2 separate regions of the Salmo salar genome follow, and region 2 is linked to region 1. Evidence: chromatin contacts called from public Hi-C data. All regions are on one chromosome and are shown on one strand. The core of a region is the stretch at or near the end of the contact, and the rest is flanking DNA. Distances in the headings are between cores, read along the strand shown.

Region 1 (6,006 bases), core at 1,693-4,192:
CTTCTAATTAATTAATAATTAATTAAGCCCAAGGCGGTCTCTTTCTTAACCCCTCCTCTCATTCTCTAGTGACCAGGGGGATAGCGTCCATCTTGTCTGAGGTGATGATGTATGTGACCATCATTGGGCTGCAGGTATGGCTGGTGGTAGAGATGATTTACTGCTACAGGAAGATATCAGCACAAGGCGAGGAAGCATTGAGAGAGAGCGCGTGAGTAGACAAACAGGTCCAATTCATCGCAGACACATTCGCACAAGAGCACCCACTTTTTCCTCAATCTTCCTCTGAAAATATTATTTTCTTGCTATGTAATTTTCTAGCTAAAACTGCTACTTTCTAACTGCCCCTCTCTCTTATTCCTCACCTTCTCTCTCTTGGTCTCTATCTCTGTCTCTCAGGGCGGAGTACTTAGCTATAGCTTCGGAGAGTAAAGAGAACTGTGCAATGGTGGCAGTGACAGAATAGCACTGGTAGGTTTCCCCTACTACTAATCCAGAACTGGACTCTTGGCCGTTTGTTGTCTGTTCTTTCCTTTACTCTTGTTCTGTCACTGATGCGAACTCATAATATCAGCACCCAGAACCAAATCACCTACATTTGAATTTTAAAGGGAAAGTTCAGGATTTTATAACTTGATATTAGATGGTTTCTTCCCCTAAAATAAATCCAGGAGACACTTCACCTTCAAGGCAGTCACAAGGGACTAGTGGACTCATGGCATCTCCATGTCCTTACAAGTTGTTTTCATTTCAGGTTAAAGAATGGCTCCAAACGACGAATAGCTCTCGATAGCCCTTCAACACTCCTCCACTTCACCCTTTCTTCCAGACTTCCATTATGACACCAACGCATTACCCCATCCAGGAGGACAAGCAGCCAAGAGGCCTGTCCAGAGAACAGATGGATGAGAAGTGAAACAGCCAATGAAAAAAAGGACTTCACTGTATTTAAAAGCAAATTTACAGCACGAGTGTACTATCTAGCAGTTCTATAATAAAGAGAGTTGTAAATACAGTATGTATGCTTAGTTACGCAATCCAAATCTTCATTGTAACACTCCTACATTATAATAAGTTAGTTCATACATAGCATTGTAGATTAAGTAGAGCTGCATGTTTACTGATACATCATAACTACTGGCGTTAATGTTTCTAAAGGTCATTTTCAGGATTCTAAAGTGTGCTTGTACGAAAGCAATTAGAGGTCAGAACTCAACTGCAATCTTGCCCAATGGTTTTAGTAGCCTGTCTTGATCAGACCTTCCATGGCTATTTATGAGCAGATCCAGACTAGCCTACCGGTATATTCAAAAACATTCCAAGAAAACTTTAAGTTATGCATTCGGGTTAATGAAACGAGTATCCCGAGGAGTAGTAGCCTAACACACGGTTGACTAGCTGGGAGTAATGGATTGTACACATCCAGAGCAGCTATTCCTGGTTTGACAGCATCTGTCCACCTGTTAAAAGGTTAAAGCATAAATGTTCTAGTAATGTTAGACGTTTTTTTGGGGACGTGGATAACTCTCTCAAACTCCAAAAGTACATTTAGCACATTAGGATCAGGGCAAATTCACTATCCAGTATAGGACTCATGTCTGCACATACAGTAGATAGAGAAGGACTGTAGCTAACTATCTATCAACGCTAGGGAACCATTTTCACGTGACCGGTTAGTCTCATTGAGATTTTGCGAGTGAAACGGATGGTTGTGATTTGATGTACATTCATTTGGACATCAGCTTGTGAGGGTTGCTTGTCAGACGATTTAAGGTAATCAACATGGTCAATTCCTCACAAAGCTATAATTATCCATCAATGTATCCTTCTAGAAAGTGTCACATTATAGCAGTGCCAGTTAAAAATGTTTAAACTATCGTTCTACCGTTGTGACTGGAAACCTCAATATGCAACATCCAGTCATATATTTATTACAGTATAATTGCATTCTCTCCATATTTCATTAATGCTTTATTTGCTAGATTTTCCTTACCATATTTACAACAACCAAGGGCTTGTGATATTAGCTACCATTTTACTGCCGTGGGAAACTACCATAATTTGTCCAGTGTGCCTAGAGGAGGAATGTCTGACTGGTCAAAGACCAATCCCCATGGAGCAGAATACAGTGAGCTGCTATTGGAAAAAAACGGACATCCCTGTCATTCTTATTTGGCAGTCAATTCTGTATTATACCTCCAGGGGCAGCATAACACTGCCTAATGTGGACCGCAATCTTGCACACATACTTTCTTGTATAATTTCATTGGGATCTGGGTTTAACTACTAAGGGGTCTGGGTTTGCTACATTTGAAGTACGGAAAAGTGAAAGAATAATAGGATTGTTATTGCATGATAACTGCCACACGTGAACAAATTCATGTTCAAGATAATGAATTATTCAAAATTCCCTTTAAAAACCTTGAAGCTGATTTGGTCAGATTAGAGATTCTATTCACCTTTCACGGAACTTCTACATTCAATAGCGGAATATATGTTGGAAGAAAACAGGCTTAGAATAGGGAATAATCAACTTCTGCTGTAATTTAAAATGTTCACTGAAGAGAGCTGATCCAGTATACACTACTGTTGAAATGTTGCTTGCCGAAACGGTCAGCTTTATACCATAATACAATTGTCATGTGAGAATGGAGTAGGCTTTATGTCTGGTTTATTAAATCAAAACAATTTCTACCTTGTCAGATTTTTATATTTGGGGAAATGTTTGTGGGAACTTTTCGCGTCTCTGACAAGACCCTCTTTAACACGCATACAGACAGACAAAGACAGAGAGACAGACAGAGTGTAATAATATAATCTGAAGAGCATAGGGGCAACTGAAGTGTGGGACAGAAATGGCCTGTTGTTCTGGCATGCAGTCACATGTTTGGCTGTCACTGAGCTGTGGCTAACCTCATGATAGAGTACCTGACTGGAAACTGGTGATGTGACATTTCCAGGGAACTGACAGGCTCACACAGTCAGGAGGATCAGATATCAGATAATGTAGTCTGTTGACTGTGGCGTTGTCCATGACCGACTTCGGCTGTGGTCAAACACAAACTTTCCCTTATGACCTTTTAAAACCACTGGTATTAAATATTTAATTGACAGTTTCCAAATGTACTTTAACATAATGTATAAGGTGCCTGAGTGTGGCCTTACAGTTAAGGGCCCTATACTCTGCACATATACCTTCTCCCACCCAATCTAGCTTTGACTCGACCGATAGTACATTTTTCGTCAACGTAGCTTTCTATGCCTGTGATATGTGGTTGTCCCACCTAGCCATCTTAAGACGAATGCACTAAGTTGCTGTGGATAAGAGAGTCTGCTAAACGACAAACGTAAATTGTACGTATCCTAGCGACTACCAGCCCTACATCGCATCTCCCTTCTCTCCGTCTCTTAATTTCATACCGTCTCTGTTCTTAACACAGGAGAGTTCAAGTTGTCTCCAAGTTCTCCATGAACTAACGTGTCCTCTGAAGCTTAGTGGGTACAGCATGGTGCTTGCAACGCCGGAACAGTAGGTTGGACTCCCGGGACCACTCATAGGTATAACGAATGCACACATGACTAAGTTTCTTTGGGTAAAAGCATCTGCTAAATGCCAGATATTTTTCTGATATATTATCTAAAGAGGGGAAGCGGTACAGGTGGGAGTCACCTAATGACCGCCCTTAAACATATAGGTATAGCAGGGCAGATCATTTCCTGTGACATTAATAGATGGGAACAGTGTCTCCTGCTCCTTGGTAATGATGTAGGCCAGTAGATCAACTGTGTTTGTAGGTCAATCGACAGTATCGATCTACATGGACTTTGTCTGAAGTCGCCGTTATTGGCAGACATCTAAATCAATGAAATGCTTTGCCTCAACAGGTCAAACCAACAGATCAGCTTGAATTTGGACACGCTGGGAAGTCAGAAAGATGACATAATTACACCGACTGTTTTTTAATACTTTTTTTAGTTCAACTTTATGAAAATGGTTGATGACACACACATTTAAAAAAAATAAGACTCCAATGAGTTGCATATTTTAGAACTTTTCATTTCTCTCCAGGGCATTGTGTACAATCAAATCTTTTACAGTACATTTGCTCCACAGACCCCCCCACCCCCCTTTCCTCCCTGAACCTAATAAATATAGTACATCCTTTGATCACTCACTGTTTGGCCGTGCACAGCAAGGCTCACACACTTACACAGCTGACTTACTCAGTGCACAGGCAAGAGACGGAAGGAGTGAGGGGGGGGGGGGCAGGCAGTACAACGAGGAAAGAGAGAGAGAGGAAGAGTGAAAAAGACAATAGGAGGGGGGATGAAAAGGAAAATCATCAGGAAAAGAGAAGATGGTTTTTGATAGACAGTGAGAGGGAATCAAGAGGGGGGGGGAGCAGAAAATAAAATGAGATGACCTTCCGACAAACAAAAACAAACAAGATAGACTACAAAATAAAGATATAAAATGAAAAGGAATAACATATAAACATCAATTTGAACTCACAAACACAGTACTGCAATAGTTTCCCTTTATCCAGGCCTACAGTTCTGGTTGGTCCTTTTTTAAGTCCAGCCCAGTTTACACTAGAAAGTCACTAGTTTATTGCATCTCTCTGTTTACCTGGTCTACAAAGGCTGCGTCCCAAAGGGCACATTATTTCCTATGTAGTGCGCTACACTATAAAGGGAACGGGGTGCTATTTGGTACGCAGAGCCTGGTCTACAGAGTACAGTCAGTAACCCTGAAACGCTTCAAGTCCGATCCAATAACACAATTAGAAGTTGACCAAGTGCGGAAAAAAACAAACAAAAAAAAGTATCCGACATAAACTCATAATCATCTTAATAATACCAAATGTAACAGTGACGATGTAACATTGAGGATACTTCTTTCTAATACACTTATATCTCCGTCTTCTTGTCCAACTCCACATCTTCGCTTGCTTGTCTCATTTTGCCCTAAACACACTTTAGTGATATACTACTTTTTTACACATTCAAAAGTAGTATAAATCACCAAATATCATTATTGCTATGACCAGTAAATATAAAAGATTAACTTAATAGCTCTTTCTTGGTCCGTGCTGAAGTGTTAACACAGAGCATATAGGAAAAGATAAATCACTGGCGTTGAGAGCGGGACAGGACTTTTCGAAATCAAAGTCGTGCTAAATAAATACTGGGACGGTCTGGCGCGCACACTCATCATTCGCTCGCTCGCGATTCTCGAAACAACCCAGTCACCCTCAAAAAGACAGCTAACGATAAAAACGAGCTAGTAGACGATTTAGGAGTCTTTTTGTATTATTAACGTCTTAAAAAAAAAAAAGGTATTGTTTTGAAATGATTCTCCAATAGCAGATCAAGTCTAAGATGGAAGCTGCTGATCCCAGATGGAGAGAATGAGAGAGAGAACGATAAAAAAAAAAAAAGTTCGAAACAGGAGACTTTCTGTAATCCATCAGAGCTTTCCCCTCTCTCGTCATGTGTCCCTCATTTCCAGAGGCTCAAGGGGGACTAAGCTGAGCGGACCCCTCACACCGAGGCACATAAGTCCCCTAGGCTGGCTTCAGCTGGGAACAGAGCCATAGCTGTTTATCAGGGCTGGGAAAGCTCCCAATTTCCCAAATGTCAGAGTCCATCCATTTTGAAACGCAAAGTTAATCTGGGTTGGCCCATTTTGAGAGCTGCAGTCGATCCAAGTCAAGTCAGTCCATTATGAAATGCGCTGGACCCGAGTCTCTCCATTTGAAATGCATCAGCAGGGCTGCACATGTTGAAATGCAGTAGATCGTCCGTTTTCTTTTGAAAATGTCTCTTGGATTCTCAGGCAGGGGAGATGGTTCAGGGTGAGCAGCATGGTTGGTTGCATGTGAGGAGCAGATGGTACTATACAAACTGGCCAGCCTTTAGCCCTGACTGAGGGACATATGGTTGGCTCACCATGCTATGTTATTGCTGTAGCCCTGAAGACATTCCCAGTCTAACTGTCTGGAC
Region 2 (6,635 bases), core at 1,250-3,749, 36 kb after region 1:
GCAACCTTTCAGTCCAAGTCCAATGCTCTAACCACTAGGCTACCTGCCACCAGGCACTCGTTTTAGTCAAGGCCCAAGCCCTACAGTGTAGTTGCTCATCTGTTTGCACAAGAGAAATCTTGGCATGACTTTGTTTGCTAATCCATGGTAATACTCGTGTGACACTCTCAATCTTTGCTTCACACAGCCATATCTTGAAAACCAGCAATAAAACACACCACAGAGATTCAGGTGGGCTAAGACAATCATCAACAGCAAGGACTTCCCCAAATCATGTTTCCGTAGGTGCAATACTAACCTGGCTCCAGACTTAAAAAACGCATGGGTAAAATAGGATCATGGCATAGATGCACTAGCGGTTCTGGGGGGGGGGGCAGTGCCCCTGTGACAACAATTTTGGACCCCCTTGTGGCCCCCCAAAACTTTTGCATAACACATTTTTTCTATCGTTCTTTTTTACATCTGTTATTAGACAGTGGCAACGATGATGATTATGAACATGGTCTTATGCCTGCAATGCAGTGAAGAAAACGATATGACAACAATAACGTCTAATGTAACTGGCCCCTCTAACAGTACAACTGGACCCAGCTTAGCCCCCCCCAGTTGAAATGGTCTAGAACCGCCACTGCATAGATGACAACAATTTTGTTCAGTTATCAGTTAACAGTTGGATTGCTATTATTCACAACTTCAACGTCGTCACGTCAACTTCAAACGCGTTTTAATACAGTAACGTTATCCAGTCTGTATTCAATACAGTCTGTCTAGTTAGCTAACGTTAAACATCTAGTCTTTGGTCGGTACAATAAAAAGACAGTACTGTAACTAGATAGCTAAAATTAGCCTAGCTAACTGGCTTGCCAAGCATTCAATATCTTCAGAGCCTCTGAGGAAGTTTCCAACAACGTGCTTCTACATCTCCTGCATTGATTGCTGTTTGGGATTTTAGGCTTGGTTTCTGTCTAAGCACTTTGTGACATCTGCTGATGCAAAAAGGGTTTTGTAAATACATTTGACTGATTTCACAAAACAAACTTTAAACGGTCAACATTTGCATTCAGTTCCTACCTCCCATTTGATGAATTTCCCCCATTTCGATTATCTTGCTCGGCTTCGAAGACAAGCCGAGCGACAGTGCGAGGAGCGATATTAAAATCCACTTTTTCACAGGATCCCATCAGCAGCATCCTTTTGAGATGTAAAACCCTCCACTCCTGCTGCCAATACACCAGGCAGCTCGCCGAAATAGACCTGACTGACAAGATAGTTAGCTAGCTAACCAGCCAAACTTCCGTGTTAAATATACACGTAGCTAGCTACTGGTGGAACATAGAAGCAGTCAACGTATTGTTTATTCCGACATTTGCCTAGTTGAAGCGAGCTAACTGTTGGCTAGTTAGCTAACAACACCATTAGCTAGTTATGCTAACGACGTCGTAAGCCAGCTAGCTACGCACCGGGTAAAGCGGTTCGTTGTCTGCTGGTCTGACGTTAACTGGCTTGCTAACGCTAGCTACATTGCTTGCTGGTATTTATTGTGCTTTTATCTTGTTGTCTTAAACATCGATGATGCGTCTTATATGGGAAACTTTAATGTTTTCCATGTTTGCGTCTAGCACTTTTGCAAGACAGAAAGCGATCGAAGCGGAATCTCAACAGAGCCAAACAAAAACTTTGAAGAGGGGGGCATCAACAGTCATATATATATATTAGTATATTTCCTAACTACTTCTAAAATGGAACATTATGTTCCGGAGCAACGCAAATATATACCTGTGGGTTGATTTTTATCTAAATGCTTTAAAATATTGCTAAATAATAATACATTGTTACATAATAATTTCAAATTATAACCCTTTCCCCAAAACGTGTGGTACAGTCTGGTGACAAGACGCTGGATGACAAATAACGGGTTCTCATGACGATGGGAAGCACTTTAAGCGAATCAAACGAAGCTATATCCTAGTAGGGCGGGCTTAAAACTGTGAAACTTTATTCAGCCACAGGTGACTGAATCAGCGCCATCTCAACGATCAGCACTAGAATACAAATTGCATGGATAGCGCCCACAACAATCTGTGAATCTGTGAATCTGTAATGCCTCTCAATTAATGACTTAATACCATGGGAGCTGTTTAAAACCATGTCCATTAATGCAGATAGAATGGTTTAGATAAAGGGCAGGAATAGGCTTGTTGCGCCCTCTTGTGATTCAAATGTGTGCAGTCACAATAATGATATGCAAAATAATGGACTTAACCACGCTTGAAATTTCACACAGAGGAAAAGTACAACTAAATACACATATTTAAATTATCATGAAACATCCTTGATATTATTGATTAATATAGGTTTATTAGTCCGGATCTCACCTTCATGAGGTAGGTCACAGTGGTCCACCATTGCTGCAACGCTTGTGTGTGTATGCTGCTATCGGCTACTCTCTGAGCTGTAACTGATTAATTTCGGGCCGAGCTGAGAGATGCGATATCCATGCAGTCGAATACTTTGCGGCTGCAGGCGCCTGGGTGAAGGACAGGTCACCTTGTTCTGGTAGAAGACTGAAAGCAAGAAGGGGATATTGACAAGGAACAAGAGCATTTGGTTTCACCACTTGGACATTCTATCAGAGAAACAACAGACAATACAGTAACCTATGTTTTATAATAATAATTAATAAAACGGAGAATTTTAGTAGCCTAACAAGATGTATGTATAAATGTATAATATTTAGGTTAATATGAAAGTGCAATGGTCAACAACAGGTCAATGTTTGTGTATGACATCTAGACAGGGACAGAGACATGGACAGTGTTCATGCACGTGACAATATTTACTTACAATATGCTCTCTCTGCTCACCCTCGTTTCCATGTGTAGGCATATATTGTATAAGTACCTGTGTAACTAGGCTATAACGTTGTTGTCTTAGCCGTTACCTCAAAAAACTTGTGAAAAGTTTTTCAAGAAAAAGACTGCTCAGTCTACATTTTGTCTACATCATGATTGATACTTCAGGGACATATGGCCTACAGGGCTGTATGTAAAATGCAAAGAAATATCAAATCAATAAAATACGTTGGCATGTTCGTTTGTTACATTTCATATGATAAATAAACTACTTTAAATTTAAAATCTATCACACTATTATAAGTCCATACCTGAATAATCTTTGGTTTACATCTTCGCGCTTCGTGGTAATTACACCCGGTTATAAACACCTGGACAGCTCCAGTTCCATGGTGCCAACGACTCAACGAGAATCTGAGTTTATGCCTGCGCAAACCAGGTCACGGAGAGATGTGTTGCTGAACGCTTCCCTTCACAGAATGGGGAACTAGAAATCAGATCTGGGCTAAAAATAAAAAAACATCAGCATGTGTGGTTTGGAATAAAGAGAGGGGAGGTGTGTGTGTCCTATACAGGAGTGGTGAAAGCAACATAACAAATGGATACCCCCCCCCCCTACATCAACAGGCATCAGTTTTCATACACAACTGTAACTGTGTTTATCATGACTCCATTTTAGCTTTAAAGCTTTAATGTTGTCAACCCTCAAGGTCTAAGTAAACCTGTGTGTGTGGTTGCATCACATGATCATTTCCTGGACATCCAGAACATACAAATAAGACCTAGACATTCCCTGACAGAGATGAATTGCAACTCTTGTTATTGCGCATATCAAATGACTGTACATCATAGAGCACATTTCATTAACCAGCTGAGATTTCCTCACATAACAAATACATTTGAAAACATGTGAGGTAGACATGTGTACATACAGACAAGGTAGCGAGGTGATGGACGACATGTTATTAAATCCTCATATGCTATCTGCTCCTTGGGTCTTTTTGCCATTATGTTGTCCTTCAGTCATCTCTTTTGTTGACCTTGCCTTCTATTGCAATAGCCTTGTGTTTCCAAGTCATTTGGCATTGAATGAGCTTCAGATTGCTGATAACAGATATCTGATGACATCTGATACATCTTGTTGATGCTGAGTCAACCCTGCCTGTGCATCAGTTGACAGTTGAAGAAAATGTTGCTTTTGCCAAGGAAGTTATTACAAATATAATAGAATATAATAACTTCATTTTCCATCCTACTTCTGACACTAATGGGAAAGGCCAACAATGACAAATACATGAATTGATTGTTTGATATTCTGGAACATTATAGAGTTGTGCATCATGTGTGTCCTATAAGCAAACTATAGACAGGCACACATTTGAATACACATACGCATGTCTTTATCTTGCCTCATTTGCTTAACAAATTTGACATTATGTCACATTTCCTGGTCAGTGATAGTAAACTGAATACTTATTTGTTGATTTTTTTTCTTTCAACTTAGAGTGTGGACAAAATGTTTATCAAAATAATCATCCTTCATAACCAAACTGTTAATTGGCCAATGTGCATTACAACTGCAGTTTCGTTACTGCCTATAGGGTCCATCTATTCTCAGAGATTAAAACCAGAATGATCATTGACAGACCATTCAATCAAAACCATAGGCCACTGAAAGAATCCAAACAAAGAACAATTGAATTGATTGATAAAATAAGAATAGGTTGTTGGTTAAAACAAAGCTTCAAAGTTGTGTGCAAAAAACAGCCCCATATGGTAATTAGTTGGCTATGATTTGCATTAGAAAGGTTTGGTTGGCTTGGCTATCATGCAATAGTACATTGATTTCAACTTCTCTTTCGCCTTGGCCTGGGTGCGCTAAAACTGTTGGACATTCAAGACAGGCATGTATTCACACGGTCTAAAAATAGCATTGTCAAATACGAACTCATACTGTGTAGACTAGAGTGTAGGCTGAAAACTGCATCGATAGCTTCTGTATTGTTATTATTCGCGTAGCTTGAAGCAAATGAATAAATAATAGACTCCGATTAATTGATAATCATACATAAACTTCAATCCGTTTTTATCTGAACAGTTATCAATTGGAAATGTCAAACCAACTCTGATTAAGCGGAAATCAGAACATGCCAGAATAAGGTAGAAAAAGTATTGAATAACAATGGCGAAGTTAACAACATAGCAACCTATTGGAAATTAGTTCACTCCGTTTCATGCAAGAAGAAACTCGTGGGGAGTAAAGCAAGAAAATAAAAATAGGGGGATTTTATTTTATTCATTTGCTGACAAGAGTTTTGGAAGAAAAATGATACAACAGTTATTATCGTCACTCCTGGTCTTTGTTCTTTGTGGTAAGTTTTCCCTTAAAAAAAATGGAGACCAAAAAGATAACGAATCAGCCTGCATAACATATTATAAGGCTATGGCCTAATGCAAAAGTCAAGTGTGTACTGCTGTTATAAAATTATATGTAGCCGACAAAAATTGTAAATATTAGCTTGGTTATTATATTATACATAATTCTAATTATCAATACGATGTATTGTTCCTGATCATCTTAGTGTTGTTGTTATTTATAACCCCATTGATCTTGGGCGAGTATTTCGTCATCATGTCAAACTGCTGTCTAATTCCTTGCTCTTCTCTCTTCTGACCCCAACTCCCCACTCCTCTTACTCTGCCTCTGGCACCATGATCCCCTGGTTACCCAAGTGCCACATTGTCATGGGGGCTGTGCAGAGGTGGACTCCATGACAGAGGCGGTGGCCGGGGAGAGCTTCCTCATGGGCTGCATCTCCTGTAAGAGGAGAGAGGAGGTCCCGGCCTATACCACGGTTGACTGGCACTTCAGAGCCACAGGAGAGGAGGAGTACATCCATGTAAGTAGGCCTACTACATACTGACTAGCTGTAAAGTGTATTATGTATTAATTAGTGTGTATTATGTAAGTGTATAATGTTTTTGTAAAGTGTAATGAGACTTGTTAATTGCACTGTAAATAAAATGTGACTTGACTACCAAGACAGTAGAAAGGCTAAAAATGACAATATGGAACAATTTGGTATAGAGGAATGCATGTGTAATACCATGGGTGAAATATTACGTAATTTATAATCTGGGAGTGTATTAACACTGTGTGGGTGTTTTACTTTCTTTTAAGATCTTTCACTATGACCACCCACACCCCAACACCCTCCATGAGGACTTTAACGACCGGCTAGAGTGGCAGGGAACAATGGGGAGCAAGGATGTACAGATAGGAGCCATCTTCATTCACAACGTCACGTTTAATGACACAGGCACCTATCGCTGCACCTTCCAGCGCACCCTATTCCTCCCATTGGATAATGAATATATCACAGTGGAAAAGGAGGTGGAGCTTACTGTGGTGGCCGAAGGTAATGGGGATCCCTCCCAGTGAACAATGTTTCTGCCATCTATTGCTTTTTAAATCAATCTCTCTTTAATGGTCTTTGTTGTGTATGTGACAAAGTCCTGAAGTTCTTCCTTCATGGTTTTCACAGTCTGACCACGCTGTTTAGACTCTTTTCCCTCTTAGTAAAAAAACAATGCATCTTATGTAACACACGTTTATGTGATGATATGATGAATCCAAAAATACTATTAAATATCCACATTTCCTTTTCTTACGTCCTCATCCATACCTATTTAAAAATGAGGCCCATTAACCATCTACTTAAAAGTATTTAGATTCACCTTGAACTCTACATGCGCTCTATAGAAATGAATGTATACAGTAAC

Evidence for each region. A called contact is a pair of places that touch in the nucleus more often than the background predicts.
Region 2: a Hi-C map of muscle shows a contact between it and region 1, with 5 times the contacts expected there. The contact joins the promoter of LOC106605232 here to the enhancer-like site in region 1. A contact is called at or near these places in 3 of 3 Hi-C or Micro-C datasets (blood, gill and muscle).

The regions. Positions count from the first base shown.
Region 1 is chrssa05:56,669,514-56,675,519 of Ssal_v3.1, forward strand. It overlaps LOC106605233 (sodium channel subunit beta-1), which reads left to right. Exons shown (of 5, transcript XM_045718399.1): 4 at 70-211; 5 at 755-2,692. The coding sequence ends at 842. LOC106605230 (protein Aster-A) reads right to left here. Exons shown (of 22, transcript XM_045718400.1): 22 at 3,955-6,006. Among protein-coding and RNA genes, the nearest start is that of LOC106605233, 26 kb to the left of the region's middle. Within about 2 kb of position 2,943, at least 1 of the 13 cell types and tissues checked has an H3K27ac peak or open chromatin away from gene starts, as enhancers often do. A contact at or near this core is called in muscle, where this site is marked.
Region 2 is chrssa05:56,706,185-56,712,819 of Ssal_v3.1, forward strand. It overlaps LOC106605232 (sodium channel subunit beta-1), which reads left to right and starts at 2,500. Exons shown (of 6, transcript XM_014200654.2): 1 at 2,500-2,652; 2 at 5,586-5,752; 3 at 6,034-6,271. The coding sequence starts at 2,652. It overlaps LOC106605230 (protein Aster-A), which reads right to left and starts at 3,317. Exons shown (of 22, transcript XM_045718400.1): 1 at 3,164-3,317; 2 at 2,376-2,564.